Linked DNA regions of Gossypium hirsutum: all the other regions are linked to region 1. The links are chromatin contacts, called in public Hi-C maps. All regions are on one chromosome and are shown on one strand. The core of a region is the stretch at or near the end of the contact, and the rest is flanking DNA. Distances in the headings are between cores, read along the strand shown.

Region 1 (4,353 bases), core at 674-3,173:
TGTGTCGTAATACTTTGTAACTCTAATCCAACGATGGAGAAGAGTTAGGGGTGTTACAACTATTAGGTTGTATTATATCATGTTTTGAATTGAGTTTATGAAGTTATTTAGGTAGGATAAAATGCACTTAAACTTGTGTTTTGGTAATGTGAAAAGGTTTGGATTGCATCATTTGTAAAATGGTCATTTTGATGTTACACAGTCTACCACACGATTGTGTGTCACACACGTTCGGTTGACACGGTCGTGTGCCACTGGTAAATTATATACAAGATTATTGACATAGTCTCTGTCTTTCACACGGCCCAGCTACACGATCGCGTGATTGTTTGCAATGTTTTACAATTAAGTCTACACGGCCACAGTTAGTTACACATCCTGGCGACATGATCATGTGACCCTACAATACACAGCCTTAGCCTAGCCACACGGCCGTATGACCCCTGTTTTGTATTTTTATCACTTTTTTCCTGAAATGTTTCAAATTAGTCTTTGCTTAGTTTTGAATTGTTTTTAGACCTTTCACAAGCTCGATTTAATCCTGATTGAGTATGAATAACATGTTTTGAATGAATGTTTGATGATTAATGATTGTTTAAATAAATTTTGAAATGAAATAGCATGATTCTGTTATGTTATTTACTGTAGCCTTCCGTAACCCTAATCTGGTGACGAAGGCGGGTGAGGGGTGTTACAATTCTAGAGCTTTCGTAAGCTCAATTTAAACTCGATTTGGTTTGCAAAGAATAATTTAGTGTGAATGTATGTAATCAATTAATGTTTAATTGAATATTTTTATTAGGAATTACATATAATTGTTCTAAAATTTGTCATCGCATCTTCTCGCTCGAGTCTGACGATCGAACTGGGTAGGGGTGTTACATATTTGTGTGTGAATGTTCTGGTAATTGTTGTAGCTTTGTATAACTTGGGTCCCACGACCGGGTCGGGCGAGAGGTGTTACAATATGATTTTATTCAAGTGTAAACAAAGTATAAATGACTTGAGAGTTCTTTTTAATATTTTAACCTAGAAAACTATAAAAATATTAAATTAGGAAGTTACATTTTGTTGCCAATGCATGATTCAAAAAAAATTATTTGAAAGAATATATAGAAACAATCAATCTTCTCTTCTATTGTTCATACAAAGTGGAAAATGCATTTTTTTCATTCAAAATTAAAGTATTCAGAACTAAACTTGTCGTCAAACTGATTAGATCACTAGTTTTCTAGTCCAACCGGTTCGATCGGTTTGATTGATCCGTCTGATTCTAATAAATAAATCATTAAAAAATTATAAAAATAAAAAGATTTTGGTTCAACCACCCAATCAACTAGTCTGTACTATTTCTTGAGTCAATTGATCTAATATCTTTACTAGTACCTTGACTAGTTCCCAATCTGACGAACCGATCCAACTCAATTCAAGTAACAATGTTGAAAAATCCTCCTAAATAATTATTTAAAAAAAATGTTTTTAGGATTTAGACTTAATTAAAATCCAAATTTAAATTAGAATTATTAATTCAAAATACTGAATTTCAAATATTTTAATTCTCAAACAAAGAGTTTAAAAATAATAAAATCATAAATTTCAAAATTCAAAATTTTGATATCTAAATTCAAATTTCAATTCTCAAACACTACCCATAATATTTTTAAATTTAATAAATCCATACTTTTATATTTTTTTATTCTCAATCATTTATTCATAATATATACCTTTCACTTTTTCCAGCTACCTAATAAATAAAATCTAAATTCTAAATTTTAAATGAAAAAAACTTTTTCTAATTTTAAATTAAAATTTTATTATTTAAATCCAGCTAAAAATATTAAAATATATATATTAGGATAAGAATAACTTAAAATCTCAATTTCATCATTAAAAAATTTTAGATTGCATCCATTTATTGGCTGCCATCTGTCAATTCTCTGCCACTTACTTTTTTGGTTCGAGAATGCATTTCTTAGGAGACCGCACAGAGGAACTAGAAGCACAAACAGAGAGATTTACTGAAACGGCAGCAATCACGTAGGGTAGGGTCGGGACAACGAAACCCTTCAAAATCGATGTCGTCTTTTGATGACGATGGCTACTTAGGCTACGACCCTCGCCTCGCTTCCCACCAGTTCCAGTCCTTCGACGCCCACTCGGTTAAGGACTCAGTAGCTGATTCCCCTCCGATGTTCTCCTACGGTACCGGAGATGATGTCTTCTCATCTCAATCAATACCTGAAACACCTCCGATCTACAGTGGCGGTGGTGGAAACTCTGCTTTCTCATCGGAGCAGAACGAAAAAGGATTGAACGGAGAGTTCGGAGGATCGGATGGACCAATCTTGCCACCGCCTGCTGAGATGGGGCCAGAAGAAGGCTCTGCTTTGAGAGAGTGGCGCAGGTAAGTTTACCACTAGTTGAACTTCATTTCCATTCATTTGATTGTTCAAACTTTTAAAACTATCCAGCTAAATTGTGTATGATTAATAAATATGGAAGGCTCTTTTTTTATTAATTATATAATTCATTATTTTTATGAAGATGATAAAGTTAGCTTTAACGTTGAGTTGTTGATGAGATTGGATTTATGGATTGCCAGGCAAAACGTGATTCGACTGGAGGAGAAGGGAAAGAAAGAGAAGGAGACGTTGGAGCAAATAATAAAGGAAGCAGAGGAGTACAAAGTTGAATTCTATAGGAAGATAAGTATAGCTGTTGAAAATAAAAAAGCCTCCAACAGAGACAAGGAGAAGGTGATACATCAATCAAAATTCTTAACTCCATTGAATGTACTGTATGTTCTGCCCATCAATTTCACATTATGAAATTTTGGTGTTGTAATTATGGTATGTCAGACTGCAAATTTTGTGATTGAAGGGTTAGGAACTTGGATTTACTAATAGTGTCATGTAAGTGTAATCAGTCCTTGCTTCTTTTTCGAGGTTTAGCGTTTTCTTAGTTGAGTGAAAACATAGAAAGCAAAGATGAAGTGGAAATGTAGGAGAAGTCCGCTAGAGTGAGCCCATTCATCATTACGTGTGTTTTAGCAAGAAAAGAGAAGTGAGAAAAAGGACAACAAAGAAACATAATTATTTGTCATGCTAATGTATAAAAAAATTAATTTGAATGTTAAGAGAGAGTAAATCAGGGAATTTTAAATTAGTTCAAATTATGAATTTTTAAAAAGTCTTTTCTCCCCATTTTTCAAATTTTATGGAGTAATGAATTGAATGGAAATAAAATTATTAATTTTTTGGTTATTTTTTATCTTTTTATCAAGCACACTATATTTTTAAAATTTTTCTACTCCAATTTTTTATTTTTGGGATTTTATTTCTCCTCTATCAAGGCTTAGTGTTTTCACAGGTATGTTTAATTATGTGGAGAAAGACTAATGGGGATTATTTAATTATTTTGTTTGTTTTTAGTTCATGAACTTCAATTCTTCAGAAAATAAAGGTAATAACTAAAATATATGGTGTTGGTCTGGGTTGAATGTAACTGGTAACTGAGCTGGTTCTGAAGTTAATGGGAGTGTGTATATGTATGTCAGTGTTGTCCAAAAGTTGACCTGTTGGAACTGATTTGAAGCTTTTTGTGTAATTGAATCCTCTTGGTGGTTGACTCGTAATAGTATGTTGCTCTTTCCGATGTAAGTATCCATTGAGATGACTCAAATTTATATTTCATATTTTGGATCACATTTGGTAGCAATGCTTGGAAAACCGAGAGAAGTTCCACGCTGTAGCTGAGAAAAATTACTGGAAGGCAATTGCAGAGCTTATCCCGCATGAGGTGCCAACTATAGAGAAGCGGGGAAAGAAGGATAAAGAAAAGAAACCTTCCATCGTTGTGATACAGGGACCTAAACCTGGAAAGCCAACTGATCTCTCAAGGATGCGACAGATACTTGTGAAGCTGAAGCACAGTCCACCTCCCCACTTGAAGCCCCAAATGCCGCCACCCCCAAAGGTGGCAGCTGTAACTAATACAGAGACGGTTTCCGCTGCTTGAGAGCTGTGCTTGGTTGAGTTTCAGAATGAAGCTGTCGAGGGCTGACAAGTAATCGGTGTGATTATGATATTAATTAGTTTGTATAACCCTTCCTTTGCATTCTGTTTGAAGGTTGTACTTACGAGCATCATCTCAAATTAGGCATCTAGCAGTTGTGTTTGTGAACCAAACCTTTTGTTCTTTGGCCCATCTGTGTGAATATTTTCTGTATGGTAGCTATTGCTTTGCCTTGGACCATTCTCTCAAAGCCAATGTTTGGTCTATCCGTATCTTCCTCTTGAGGTTCGACTTTCAGCTATTCTTCCTTCAAGGAAGAAATAGCCTTTACTTAAAGAT
Region 2 (4,315 bases), core at 176-2,675, 270 kb before region 1:
ATCATAGAAAAAAAAGAATACTAACTTCAGAAAATATGAGTTAGAAACTGAGAGTTGGCTGTCACTAGTTTAAGGGAATAAAAAATGGTTTGACCCGAAAAATGAAAGAATTTGCTTACCAAATGTATAGGCAGACGGGAATGTGGACCCTTCCCGGAGGGTGTTCCGATATAGGATAGTGTTGTCATTGATGCATTCCCAATCAGCAACTTCATTTGCTATAATTTCCTTGTCACTCAAAGGCCTCAACCTCACCACAACAAGAATCCTCTCCTCTCGAGCACCTGCCATTTGCGCCTTTTGTTCTTTCTCCACCTGCTTTAACTCTTCCCCACCAATTGCCCCCATTTTTCTTTTTCCTACTCCACTTTTCTTGTTACTCACCCTACTAGGCGTTAAGTGAAAAAAAGAGCCATGAATTTGCAGGTTCTCAAGGTTGTTGGGGTTGCTAAATATATATTAAAGCTTAGGCCAATCCTTTCACAACCATAAGCCTATCTGCTAAAAGAAGCTAATCATGATTATAAAATCCAACTAACTATAGAAAACGATCCATAAGTATAAAGACTAATTACTGATTATATCAGCAACAACGAGCTAATTATAGACTTTTATCTAACCAACATGAAAATGATTTGCTTTTTATATTCTACTTTTAAGGTTAAACATCACTTAAATTAACCATTTTTAAAAAACAAAAACAAATGTCAATGAGAACTAGTAGTTAAGATGAAAAGATCTCTTCCTAACCCCCCAAGAAAAAAAAAACACTCAATTTTTAAGTTTTAATTCTTGAAAGAGCAGAAAACTTTCCCTAGTGGTCACCAACTATGCTTAATAGTCAAGCAATGAAAATCTTCAACTTTATAGTTTATACTGATAAATTAATAATAATAAAAAGTTTTACTCATTTTCTCATTTCTGTTTGTTTTGTTTTCTTTTCCCTTGAAACGAAAATGGCGGTTCAGTTTAAAAGAACTAGTACCAACTTTAGTACCAAAACAGTTTCAATTTCCCTCCATTATGCTCTCTGATCTGATTCCATAACCGTATACTTTCCACCTCAAAACTCGAGCTCTGCAAAATCCTAACCGAATAAAATCTAAAAAATCGTTTAAAAATGATAAACAATAGAATTTGATTCGAATAACGTAAGAATCCAAAATTTTCTGGATTTTTTTTAAAAACGCCAGCAGTATTAAGTAGTAACGATTTCTTTAAATGGTCAATTTCTAAATTCAGAAATCAAAATCACCCCCCAAAAAACAACAGTCTTACATACGAAAACAAAATCAATCCACTTGTCAATTTTTAATGAATTTAAATTTAAAACTAAAAATTCATCGAAGGGGAAGAGAAGATACGTGACTTGGAAGAGCAAAAAAGAAACACTGAAGAAGCGAAATCGAAGGTGCTATGACTCTACGCGTCGAATAAAGTTGAAAAAAACGAAAGGATAAAATGGAGAATGTCAATTTAAACCAAGGGTAAAAATGGGACAGCAGGATCGGGAAGGGGGAGCGTCTTTTGAAGTTTTTCTCTTCCTTGCGTGTTTGGGGCAAGGTCAATTACTATTTTACCCTTGCTTTTTGATATAAGCTTGTGTCTCGCCACGTGGTCTTTAAGTTTTCTTGTCAGTTAATGTAACTTTCCATCGCGATGCACCGTTCAATCGACCGCTATATTGTTAAACATCAAAGGTTTAATTATGCTCTCAGTCCCTATACTTGTGAATATTTGAAACTTAGGCTTTCTATTTTTAACTATACAAATTTAGTCCATGTACTTATTTGATTTAAAAACTAAAATCCAATTGATAAAATTTTTAATGAAATTTAGTTAAATTTAAATATGTGATATTCTAAATTAAGGGCATGATTTAAAATTTAAAGCTAAATCAATAACACATTTTCAAATTTGAAGAAAAATAATTAATAGTATTATCAATTGAACTTTAGTTTTTAAATCAAACAAGTAGAGGACTAAATTTATTAAATTAAAAACATAAGGACAAGTCAATTAAACCACATGTGAAATAATAAAATATTTGTGTGCAGGTCTTTAATTAACAATGATCTTGAGTACAATTCTTAAACAACCTATACCTTGTACCCTTATTAAAAAAGCATAAAGATTAATTTTAAAAGTTTGAACAGTAAAAGGACTAAGGTGGGGAATTTAGACTAATGTCAAAATTCCTTTTGGGGTGTTCGATAGAGTTTTGGATTTTTTTAGCTGTTTGGGCACAAATGGAGGATTGAATAATCAAACCCTCTAATTGTAGTGTTTGGTGAATGAAGGTGTGTAAGAGTTTGTTGAGCTAAAATTTCCAAAACAAAAAATGTTGGGATGGGCAACGCTTTTCACGGCTGATTGGGAATGAGATATGTGGAATGACATATTTGACCATGCTTACTCAAAAATTACTCCCTTTGCCACATGCTCTCAAACCTAACAGGAGTGTTAATATATCAGTAGTTTCCATTCTTCTATTTTGCCTTTCATCTCCAAAGTCCAAAGTCCAAAGTAAATCTAAAAAAAAAAAATCCAAGGTGAATCTACAAAAAACAACTATGGAGATTCATTTGCAAGATGATTTCATCCATTAAGGTTAGTTCTTTCTATGCTTTTAAATTGTTGTACCTTTTTTTGGCCTGTATTTTTCAAAATTTTTTGTCCTTGTAAATCGATCTTTTTCCTCCCTATTAGTCGATTTTTTCCCATGTTAAGATATTATGGGATATTATCTTTTAGCAAATTGATTCCTAATAGGATATTATAGGATATTAACTCTTAGCAAATTGATTCCTAATAGGATATTATAAGATATTATTATGGGATATTATATTTTAGTAATTTGATTCCTACGTAACTATGATTGTATAGATATATATGTACCGTTGAGTTTTATCAATAAAATTCAAGAGATTAATTTATTCTTTTCATGGCATCAGAGCAAAGTTTCTGATACAAAATTTTTTTATCATTCTAAATGGCTGGCGGCGAGACTTCTCCTCCTCCTCTTCCACCGCCACCATCTAAAATTGAACCTAATTCTCCATTTTTCTTGGGTCCTCAAGATCAACTGGGTGACTTTATTACTCCTATTCGATTAAAGCTCGATAATTTTGATGACAGGGCTTTTGTTATTCGTGTCTCTTTGTATTCTCGACACAAATTTGGATTTCTTGACGGTACCGTTACAGATCTTGTTCTCCCTTGCTCGAAGGATGATTGGGTTACCATCTATTGTATACTTGTATCCTGGATTCTCAATCTTATAGATCTAGAGGTAAGATCGATGCTTTCCAATTATGATAATGTGAAAACTTTTTGGGATGATTTACATGAATATTTTTCCATTGTCAACAGTCCATGTATTCAACAATTAAAATCAAATATTAGTCATTGTGAGCAAGCCAATACTATGAGTGTTGTAATTTATTTCAATAAATTAAAGGTTTTGTGGGCTGAATTAGATAATCATGAACCTTTGATTTGTTGCAAGTGTGGACAATGTTTATATAACTTAAGGAAGATGCATGAACAATGTCATGAGCATGAACAATGTCATGAGCATGACCGACTTCATCAATATCTTCTTGGTCTCTATTTTGATTATTATGCCTAGATTTGGTCTACACTACTTTTCTCAAATCCTTTTGCCTTCCTTGAATCAGGAATTCCAGAAAATTACTCAAGAGAAATGCGTACGCGAACTTACATAGGTCAAGGAAAAGAAGCCTAAAATTCTAGGCTTTGCGGTGCGCATGGAAGCTTGTAACAAAGGTCGAGTTGATCGTATTGATAAAATGACCTTGTTGTGCACTCATTGCCATTTCAAAAGGCATGAGGTGGCTACCTGTTTTTACTTACATGGCCACCCAAATTGGTGGCTCAAGAAGAATGGGAAGTCGGAGATGAAAAGTGATGGTCGCAATGGCAAGACAAGTGTCACATCTTCCACGCAGCAAGTTTCTCGTAACAAAGGCAGTGTACAAGCTAACACTATTACCGTAGATACCAGCCATGGAGCAACATCAACGCAGAACACAACAGGGGCAACGCAAGTGTCAGGGGGCGACACTTCCTGGTTTTATCGCTGAGCAATGACAGTTTCTTCTAACAGTATTCGATAATAAACAATCAACTTCCAATCGATTGAATGGTAAGCCCAAGAATAATTGGATTATTAATATGAGGTGTTTAAATCATGTTACAGATGATCTTATGTGTTCGGTGAATGTGAGAGATGTTGTAACATGTTCCGTAGGACTTCCTGATGGCCAACTAGTGTTGGCTACCAAAGAAAGAA
Region 3 (3,894 bases), core at 1,085-3,584, 360 kb after region 1:
ATCTGCACCATTGCAGCACTGCAATTGCCAACGAAAATCTATGGAACAGCCTCTTCTCTCAGGTAAAGCCCGTTTATGGTTCCCTTCTATTTCCACTTTCGTTTGATATTTTAAGATGTTTTAAATCATGGTTGTCGAAATCATTTTTTTTAAAACAAAAAATTTAGTTGTCGACTTTTAAAAATAAAAACTGGAGTCATCACCGATCCTTTATTGAGGTGTAATCGGCTCACCTTAAAAATAAATTTGGTCTACGAAATTCGAGAAAATTGGTTCGGGAGTCAGTTACGTACGAGGAAGGGTTAGCACCCTCGTAACGTCCAAAATTGGTACCAAATTGATTATTTGATGTCTTAATGTCGAGAGTCAAAAAGGTTTTTTTTTAAAATCAAATGTTGAAATTTGAAAAGGATAATCAATTATTCAAGTCATACGAAGAAATTGAGACCCAATACGTTAGGGTACAATTTCTCAAAAATCCTCGAACTTTGAATATCACTTTTGCTTTATAAGTAAATCTTCATTTCGAGGAAGCAATTATGTCATGCCCAATACGTTAGGACATAACAAACTAAGTTCCCAAAAATGATTTTTACTTATATATTTTAAATAACGAATATTCTCGATTATTTGGAATTAACAAAGAAAATCGGAACCCAATACGTTGGGGCTCAATTTTTCTCGAAAATCCCTAACTTTGAATATCGTTTTTATTTTTGAAAACCTTTGAATCATAAAAAATGATTAACGTTTTGACAAAATCAAAATGTATTTGAAAAATGTGTTAAAATGTCAATGCAATATGAAACAAATATATTAATTTAAATTATGTGTGTATATGTATTTACAAAGTATATATATAAATGATATGTAAGTAAATTTTGAAAATATGTATGGATATAAAATATAAAAAAATGCATATGTATTATAAAATGTTAGTGCATATATATATGAATACAAAAGTCATGAAAATAAAACAATAAGAAAATATTTATAAAATACATGCATGCATTTACGAAAAAAGGAAAAAAAGAAAAATATATAAATATATATTTGTAAATTATATAAATATAAATATATATATGTATATGTATATATAAGAAAAAAACGTGGAAAATATATTTATAATAATTTGAATAATGTAAAAATACACATATATAACAAAGGATATATAAACATATATATATATATAGATTATAAAATATGAAAGATGTATAAGTACTATAAACTATAAACGTATATACATATATATAAAGCTATGAAAATAAAATAATAATAATAAAATATGTATATAATATATGTATATAGTTAAAAAAACGCTTAAAATATACATATATATTTAACATATATATGCGCATGTATATATAAGAATAATAATAATAATAATAATAATATACGATATAATAAATAATAATAATAATAAACTAATAAGAATATAGACAATATAATAAAAAACTAAAAAAACAAATTAAGGGTTAAATTTAAAAAACCAAACAGAATTTGAGAGCTGAATTTGAAAATAAAATAAGAGAGGGAGTAATTTAAAACACGCGTAACAGGGGGAGGGCCGAAGGAACAAATTACCCAAAAACACTGCACAGCACTGGACTAAAATAAAACAGATTCGGTATTTCATGGAAAAATTTGAAAACATAAAAAAAATGGTTTTGAAATGATAGGATAAAATGAAAGGATTAAAAACAAAAATAACCCATCAATGTTTAAAAGTTGAAATCCATTTCATTTGCAGCCAATAAAACCCATTTCAAACCCTAAAAATTATTCTATTTCAAATGCAGCCACAGCAACCAGTCCCTTCCCCGCTCCTCACGCCGAGAACTAGCAAGAATGCCGACGGCGCGCCTCTACTGGTAAGAAACTTCTCTTTTTCCTCGTTATTTCGTTTATTTTCGTTGTTTTAAGAAACAAAAGGAAAAAAACAAAGTAAAAACAAAAACAGTAAAAGAACAGAAAAAAACAAAGCCAAAATCTGTCGCCTTTCAAAAAAAATTTTCTCTCTTGTATTTTCCTTTTTTTTATTTTTTTCAATACAAAAATTTGCTAACCCCCATTACAAAAAAAACAATTGGCTTTATATAGCCTATAATAAACCAACGCTCCCCTCTTCATTTTGTTGTTATTTTCCCCGTTTATCGCCTATTGTTTGCTGTTCATGGCTTATTGCAGGTACCACTGGCGAGAGGTCGTGTGCAGAAGCTGCTGAACGTGGGCGGTTACCGTGACGTGGGAGCAGCGACGTGGGGGCGATGGTGGCACCTGGACTATTCGGCTGCTAACTTGCTGTTAACTGTTGCTTAGGATTAGGTTAGGGTTTGCACACTTGGTCCTTATTGGGCCGATATTGTATTTGGGTTTGTATTGGGCCTGTTATTATTTGGGTCTATTTTGGATTGGTGTAATGAGTATTTGGGTTGGTCTTATTTTGAATGGGCCGGGCAAAAATGGGCTATTACAATGGTAATGATGGACCGGTCCTTCATAAATCTTGGGTTTTTAAGAGAAAAGAAGTGAAACTGAAGAGTGGGTTTTTAAGAGAAAAAAGTGAAACTGAAGAGAGCGAGAGGTTGCGGTCGTATCAGTACGTGGGGAGAACTGGGTCGGTGATTCCAACAACTTCTTTGGCGGGAGCGGAAGTTAGTATCAAAGAGATTCGGTCAGCCACTTCATTTTCCGGCCATTACCCGCCATCCATTCACGCTCCTTTTATCAACTCCCCCGAGCCCCTTCCTAACGGTATCTCCAATATAAGCTGGGAAAGGTTTTATCTTTTTGGTTATGAAGTCCAGAATTTGAGTTGCTTTAGATTGTTCATTCCTGAATTAAATATCGGATACTGGGTTGTTAATGTTGGGTAAGTTGTGAACTCTTACAGTTTGCTGATTTAATTACTTGTTCCAGAGGAAGCTATCCTCCATCAAGGTCCTTACACAACAGACTATGGCACATACTCCAATGATTTTCGGAGGTAAACACCCCTTGTTATAATAAGTAGGATAGTTTTTGGAACACCCTTGAATGCTTAAACATCAGCTAGTAGCATACACTGATTAAATTAGTGATGTACATGCAGGCAATTATTGGACGAGGTAGAGATACGAGAATTGCTCATCGATCATGTCGGCCATCGATGCTGTTGGGGGAGTCGTCCTGCTCGAACATGGAAGATCCATGCTGTTGAGGATTGCAATGTTTACGTGGGGACTCTAGAAACTTTCTTAGAGGAGAGGGAAGTAGTCAGAGAAACAGAACCTTACCATGGTGGCAACATTGATGGAAAGGATAAAGGTCCTGAACTTGTTCTTTGGGAATTGGATCTAAGATCACAATTCCCTGCTCTCTATGTACCTTATAAGGAAACACGAGTCAAGATTCCTCGTTGCGAGACCGTTGAGAAATGTTCAGGTAATGCTACTGAAATAATGTGGCCTATGGGATTAATACTGGAGGTTTTTACATCTTAAATTTTGTCTAGTACACAAAATATTTGCCTTTTTAAGGTTCTTAATAGCTGTTTCGTTTACTTCGTTTTTTGCATCTCTTTCCTGTCACGCTAATGCTTCTTGCTTCACCATTTATACATGTCATAGCAGTAGTGCTTAGCTTTGCCTTTGGATTAATGTTTAAGAAAAAGATCTGCAGGTTGTGCAGGACGAGGAGATATTGCATGTCCAACATGCAATGCGGACCAGGAACCTGGATTTTATAAGCAAAATCAGATGTCCCAGTGCCCTGCTTGCTATGGACGGGGATTAATTGCTCACAGAGATGGATCAGACACTATGTGAGCAGTTTCTTCTTTATTTTATTAAACTATCCTTCAAAATGGTTGCCTACTGGTTCAAACATATGAATCATATGGTTTATCTTTATTGT

Evidence for each region. A called contact is a pair of places that touch in the nucleus more often than the background predicts.
Region 2: a contact with region 1 is called in a Hi-C map of hypocotyl, with 4 times the contacts expected there. The contact joins the promoter of LOC107918425 here to the promoter of LOC107929283 in region 1. A contact is called at or near these places in 11 of 34 Hi-C or Micro-C datasets (anther, callus, hypocotyl and 2 more).
Region 3: a contact with region 1 is called in a Hi-C map of leaf, with 4 times the contacts expected there. The contact joins the enhancer-like site here to the promoter of LOC107929283 in region 1. A contact is called at or near these places in 2 of 34 Hi-C or Micro-C datasets (hypocotyl and leaf).

Annotation. Positions count from the first base shown.
Region 1 is chrD13:23,823,670-23,828,022 of Gossypium_hirsutum_v2.1, reverse strand. LOC107929283 (clathrin light chain 2) reads left to right here and starts at 1,923. Exons shown (of 3, transcript XM_016860655.2): 1 at 1,923-2,404; 2 at 2,603-2,756; 3 at 3,715-4,254. The coding sequence starts at 2,076. The coding sequence ends at 4,017.
Region 2 is chrD13:24,092,477-24,096,791 of Gossypium_hirsutum_v2.1, reverse strand. It overlaps LOC107918425 (kinesin-like protein KIN-7E), which reads right to left and starts at 1,425. Exons shown (of 13, transcript XM_041108915.1): 1 at 120-1,425. The coding sequence starts at 348.
Region 3 is chrD13:23,468,036-23,471,929 of Gossypium_hirsutum_v2.1, reverse strand. It overlaps the pseudogene LOC107920458. Among protein-coding and RNA genes, the nearest start is that of LOC107918754, 21 kb to the right of the region's middle. Within about 2 kb of position 2,334, at least 9 of the 9 cell types and tissues checked have an H3K27ac peak or open chromatin away from gene starts, as enhancers often do. A contact at or near this core is called in hypocotyl and leaf, where this site is marked.